Regions from separate parts of the Mus musculus genome. Here region 1 is linked to region 2. The links are chromatin contacts, called in public Micro-C maps. All regions are on one chromosome and are shown on one strand. Each heading gives the region's core, a stretch centred on a gene start, on an enhancer-like site or on the middle of the called end of the contact. The rest is flanking DNA. Distances are from core to core; before and after follow the strand shown. Region 1 has its middle 47 kb from the start of Gm33078. Region 2 holds the start of Trim58 (tripartite motif-containing 58).

Region 1 (2,882 bases), core at 278-2,777, 680 kb after region 2:
AGGAGTCATTTATTTGTCTAGATTTGGTGATTTTTATGGAGTTGGTAAGCTTGCTGGCTACCACAAAGTATTTCCACTCTATAAAAAAAGTCCTCACTCTACCAAATCCTTGCGACACTAGAGCTACCAGGCATTGTTTCTGCTCTATTTTGCTGACCCCGTGGGCTCCCATACTGAGAAGAGCAGGTAAGATGTGAAAGCCCAAAGCCACAGATACAGGGACCATGATGCACCTGGCTTGCGCTCTTTCCTGTGGCTCTCTTTGCCCAGCCTTTCGGAGTTGCTCCTAGGGACTGGATCCTGCCCACCCTGCTTTGCACAAGGCCTCAGGAAAAAGACTGGGAGAGATAGCTTCTACTTGGGAACTAAAGTATTGATGACTTTGTACAAGGGACCAGTGATTATTGTGTGTGTGTGCATGATGCATGTGTGTGGGTACATGTGCCAAGGTGCACAAGTGGAGGTCAGAGGTTAACTTTTTTTTTTTTTTCTTTTTGAGACAGGGTGTCTTAGTTACTGCTGTGAACAGACACCATGACCAAGGCAAGTCTTATAAAAAACATTTAATTGGGGCTGGCTTACAGGTTCAGAGGTCCAGTCCATTAACATCAAGGTGGAAGCATGGCAGCATCCAGGCAGGCGTGGCACAGGCAGAGCTGAGAGTTCTATGTCTTCATCCAAAGGCTGCTAGTGGAAGACTGATTCCAGGCAACTAAGGTGAGGGTCTTAAGCCCACACCCACAGTGACACACCTACTCCAACCAGGTCACACCTATTTCAACAAGGCCACACCTCCAAATGGTGCCACTCCCTGGTCCAAAAATATACAAACCATGACACAGGGTTTCTCTGTATAGCCCTGGCTGTCCTGGAACTCACACTGTAGACCAGGCTGGCCTCAAAGTTAGAAATTCACCTGCCTCTGCCTCCCAAGTGCTGGGTCAACGGTGTGTGCCACCACTGCCCAGCAGAGGTTAACTTTTATAGAGTTTGTTCTCTCCAAGTGTATGTGGGTCCTGGGGATCAAATTCAGATCACCAGACTGTGAGACAAGCATCTTTACCCTTTGAGCTGTCTCTCTGGCCCTTAGTCAGGGTTTTAATCCCGATGCCCATGCTGGTCTAGAACCGGTGACTCTCTTGCCAGCAGCCAGCAGATAGTGAACCACACCCATCAGCACTATCAGATCTTGATGCTGATCTGCTCCACCTCTTCCAGGAAGCCTCCCTGGAGTGCTGGGATGGGGGCCACCTTGGTCTCTTCCTATTTGAGTTCATTGAATTCATGCCCCAGTTCCAGTTTTTCGCCAGGGTGGGGGTGAGTTCAGGACCCTCTTTGGAATACGGTTCCCCCAAAACTGGAAAATGACCTCTGTGGTCACTGTCAGCTGTACAGTTCTGTGACTACCTTTTCAGACAGCTTTGAGTTCTTCTGGTGAAGGAGGAAGCCCTGTTCCTTTCACTCAGTCGCTAAGCTCTGTGCTTCCCCTGATCATAGCAGGCACTCACAGCTGTGGCCCTCTTAGGTGATTACAACAGCCTCCCTCTACTGTTTCCTGCTGCTTCCGGCACCTGCCTCCACAGCTCACCCTTCCCTAACCCTGAATGACCAGAAGAAAGAACGTGTGGTCACGCCCTGTGTAAGAGAACCGTGTAGTGGCTCTACCACATTCTTAAAATAAAGACAAAAAATCCCATCAGGTGTGGTTATGAACTCTTAAGAGTCATAGCATCTTGGAGGAGGCAGGAGAGTCGGTAGTTCAAAGTTTCCTTAGCAACGTAACAAGTTCAAGGCCAGCCTGGGTTACCTTGAGACTTTCCAGACCATCTATTTGTTCCTCCTCGGAGGATACTCTTTCTCATACTAAGGCTTGCTCATCCTTTTCCATCTTGAGACAGCATCTCTTCTTTGGAGAGGTCTTCTCGAAACACCCCACACCACCCATTTAAATGAAGGATCCAAGGATCACATGTTCTCTTCCTCTTATCGCAGGCTGAGTCCCAGAACCAGAAATGGTTTGATGAAAACTTACATTTTCAGGTGTGATTACATAAGACTGTTTTGGCCTCAGAGAACACCCTACATGCAGTCACGCCACTTCCTAGGCAGAGGCCAATGTGACACACGTGAGGGTGGGAGGGGGTGGGTGGGGGAGCCAAGAGAGACTTGGAGTCACCGGAGTGGAATACTGTACCGTGTGTCACCAGAAGAGAAGCATTTGGTTCAGGTCACCTCCGCATTCCTAGCCAGGTGGTCAGCTCGGCTCATGTGTAGTTTTTTTTTGTTGTTTGTTTGTTTTGTTTTTTTGAGACAGGGTTTCTCTGTATAGCCCTGGCTGTCCTGGAACTCACTCTGTAGACCAGGCTGGCCTCGAACTCAGAAATCTGCCTGTCTCTGCCTTCCGAGTGCAGGGATTAAAGGCGTGCGCCACCACGCCCAGCTCATCTGTAGTTTTGTATTTATTCATTCACTTATTCATTGTAGTGTGGGCCGGTTTGCGCCTGGGCAAATTGAGGTCAGAGAAAAGTGTGAGGAAGTTGGTTCTTTTCTACCATGCAGGTTCTAAGGATCAAATCCAGGTCATCGGGCTTGGCGGCAAGTGCCTTCACCTGCTGAATCGAGGCATCTCGCCACGATTATTTTAATCCCATCAGTAGTGAGGCAGAGGCAGGAGGATCTAAGGTGTGTGCCACCACTGCCCAGCACACTGAGTGCCCTTAAGATAGGTAGGTTTTATTGTATGTGACTTATACGGCAATAAAGCTAATTAGTAAAACAAAGGAAGGCTTACCCACATAGGAATAGTGAAGGTGTCGAAAGGAATGTGTTATCTGGACAAACCTACTGTTCTTTAACTAGGGAGACAGAGGCAGGAGGATCAG
Region 2 (2,990 bases), core at 249-2,748:
TGACCAGACTGGCTGGGATTTGCTTTGCTGTTGAAAAATTTGGCTCAGCAGATGGAGTAAAGCCCCACCAGCCCAAAGAAACCAGGGGCCACACCAAAGAGGTGACAAACAGCACAGCAGGGCTAGGTACAACAGTGACAGGGCAGATTCCACTGGGTCTGTGTGGTTAGGATAAGAGCTGAGCACAGTTTGCACAGGGCCCTAGGCAGCTGCAGCTGATTGGCCCAGAGGTCTAGACGATGTTTATTTGGCATTTAATCGAGGAAAACAAAAGCCCTACAGAATATTTGTAGAAAACAGTATCAGAAATGTATCGCTAGCCAAGGTCTGTGTGACATTTTCAGGACTTAAGCAGGTGGGATCATAATTTTTAAATCTGATTAGGAAATAACTGGTGCCCAAATTTTTACCAAGTTGAGGAAAGCAAGTGGTAAAATCAAGAGAGATTTTTCAACGAGTTGAGGAAAACACCTAATTTATAATTTTAGAGAAAATCAACCCAGCAAACATCTTAAGAAAGTTAGTGCTCTGTGCAACTCCGTGGTCAAGCTTGTCAAGGAAGGAAAACCACGCTGGTGTCCCTTGTGCTGGTTGTTCCGGAAGATGGAAACGTAAATGTTCTTAAAATGTGTCCAGCAACTTCAGAGGAAGATGAGTGAGCAAAGCAGCCTTCTGCCAATGCCCAGATAACACACACAGAGGCAAGAAGCAGTAGGAAACCCCTCCGAGTCTGTGCTCAGCAAAGGGAGTTTCCCACGTGCTACACCAGAGGCCCATTATAGTAGGAGGCAGGATTTAGCCTATGCCCAACCCCGGGGTTCCCAGGGGCGAAAGCCACCCCAGCTTCGGGGAATGTGAGCCAGTAAGAACGGGGAACGGGGAACGGGAACGGGGAACGGGGGCAGGGGGTGGGGGTTGGAGAGGGGAAGACCAGAGAAGGAAAGAGCTTGGGAGTTAATAGTTACTACTTATACAATAGCACCATTTGGCTCTGTATGGTACATGTCCCTTCACATTCCAAGGTCATCAGCCTCAGTGTTTTCCCTATTTCCACACGGGAACCTGAGCTGAGGCTCACCTGGTAGCGGCTGGCAGCCTCCTGCAGCGTCTCTGTGCGGTGGCTCCGGTGCTCAGGGCTGGTATCGCAGACCCAGCACAGCATCGTCTGGTCCTCTTCACAGAAGTGGCTCAGGTCCTCACCGTGCCTCGCACACTGACGCGACCCCGCGTGTCCCGTGCCCAGCCCCAGCTGCCGCACGCTGTCCACCAGGCTGGCCAGCTGCCGGTTGGGTCTGAAGCTGGCGGGCCTGAAGGGACCCCTGCACTGGGGACAGGCGTAGACGCCCTGAGCGCTGTCCGACTTCTCGCAGAACTCCGAGATGCACCGCAGACAGAAACTGTGGCCGCAGTCCACGCTGATGGGCTCCTGCAGGAAGTCCAGGCACACGGAGCACCGCGCCTCCTCCTGCAGTCGCTCCCCGGGTGCCGTGGCCATGGCCTTAGCTTGTGGCAGCAGCTCCTATTACCCTAGCGGTCTGCATAGAAGGAAGGAAACCCAAAAGCAGGGGAACAGGCCCTGAGGGTTTTATCGCCTGGGCTGGCCCGGATCCAGCAGCCAAAAAGAGCCACTCCTGGTGACAGCAACAAGTCCAATGACTGTCACCTCTTCAGAAACCCAGCAGCTCCTCTTCTGGTTTTTTGTTTTTTGTTTTTTTTTTTTTTTCCTATTCTTTCCTTCCCTATCTTTATTTTGAGTCTAATATAATGCAGCTTTTACGCCACCCTAACTCACATTTAGAGGCTATTGAAGCTTGCAGCATGATTTTGTAGTATGGGTGGAACCCAGCGCTTCACACAAGCCAAGCAAGTTCTACCACTGAGGAACACCCCCAGTCTCTTATTTTGGGATGGGAGATCTACCAATTTTGCCTAGGCTGGCCTTGAATTCACCTGTAGTCCAGGCTGTCTTTGAACTCACTCTGACACCTAGTCTGACTTGGAACACCCTATTCCTGGCTCAGCATCCCAAATAGCTGGAATGATAGGACTATACCATCAAGACCAACAAAGTTGCCTTCCCCAGTAATATTTATTTATTTATTTATTTATTTATTTATTTATTTATTTATTGCCCATAAGATGGCAAAGATGCTTGCCACTAAACCTGACCTGAATTTGACTCTCCAGACTCACATGGTTGAAAGAAATCTAACTGGCAAAAGTTGTTGTCTGGCTTCCATGTTGGAGTGGCAGCACACACACACACACACACACACACACACACACACACACACACACACTCACTCACTCACACAACCCACACAGGAAAAACCTCAAATGTAAGATTAACAAAAGTTCCCGGAATTTCCTGAAGCATGCAGACTTAGGGTTAGCTCTTGAGTCTATCTGTGCATATTACACATGAAGTTGGCTGGGGGTAGTTGCCCTGCTAGTAGGACAAAATCAGAAATAAGCCTGCCTCTTAGGAGTCCCTCATGCCACATCAGCCAATGTGGGGCACGCCTGCCCTCTTCCCCCACTATTACTGAATGGTACCATGAACTTCTGTTGTAATCACAAAAACAAAAACAAAAACAAAAAACACCCTTGGAAAAAATACTTATTTTTTCCTCAGTCTTTCTTTCTTGAGATTTTCTACTTTCAGAAATAAACTACCATACCACTGGAAGGACAGATGCGAGGATGACGTGTGTGGTAATGGCAGGTGGGCAGCCCAGCATGGATGAGAACAGTATAATAGGTGCCCTCCTGCCCGAGGAGGCCAGAGAGGGCACAGGATCCCCTGGAGCTAGAGTTTCAGATGCGTGTGAGCCACCTGCCATGGGTGTCAGGAACAGAACTCAGCCCTTCTGCAGGAGCAGCGAGTCCTCTTTGACCACCGAGTCACCTCTCCAGCCTCTGAAAGGAACAATTTCCAGTCCAGCCCATGAAAACTGCACTTGTTGACACAGGGAGGCTGAGGCGATTAT

Evidence for each region. Hi-C and Micro-C count contacts between places; a contact is called where the count stands out from the background.
Region 1: a contact with region 2 is called in a Micro-C map of embryonic stem cells, with 3 times the contacts expected there. The contact joins the enhancer-like site here to the promoter of Trim58 in region 2. A contact is called at or near these places in 4 of 39 promoter capture datasets (erythroid cells, hippocampal neurons, maxillary cranial neural crest and 1 more), 14 of 484 Hi-C or Micro-C datasets (the Ba/F3 cell line, CD4 T cells, CD8 T cells and 7 more), 2 of 115 datasets of contacts at active chromatin or transcription factors (T-cell acute lymphoblastic leukemia and embryonic stem cells) and 1 of 9 other capture datasets (pancreatic islet).

The regions. Positions count from the first base shown.
Region 1 is chr11:57,957,131-57,960,012 of GRCm38.p6, reverse strand. No RefSeq gene overlaps it. Among named protein-coding and RNA genes, the nearest start is that of Gm33078, 47 kb to the right of the region's middle. Within about 2 kb of position 1,527, at least 55 of the 459 cell types and tissues checked have an H3K27ac peak or open chromatin away from gene starts, as enhancers often do. A contact at or near this core is called in CD8 T cells, the G1E-ER4 cell line, T-cell acute lymphoblastic leukemia and 2 more, where this site is marked.
Region 2 is chr11:58,638,973-58,641,962 of GRCm38.p6, reverse strand. It overlaps Trim58 (tripartite motif-containing 58), which reads right to left and starts at 1,498. Exons shown (of 6, transcript NM_001039047.1): 1 at 1,079-1,498. The coding sequence starts at 1,495.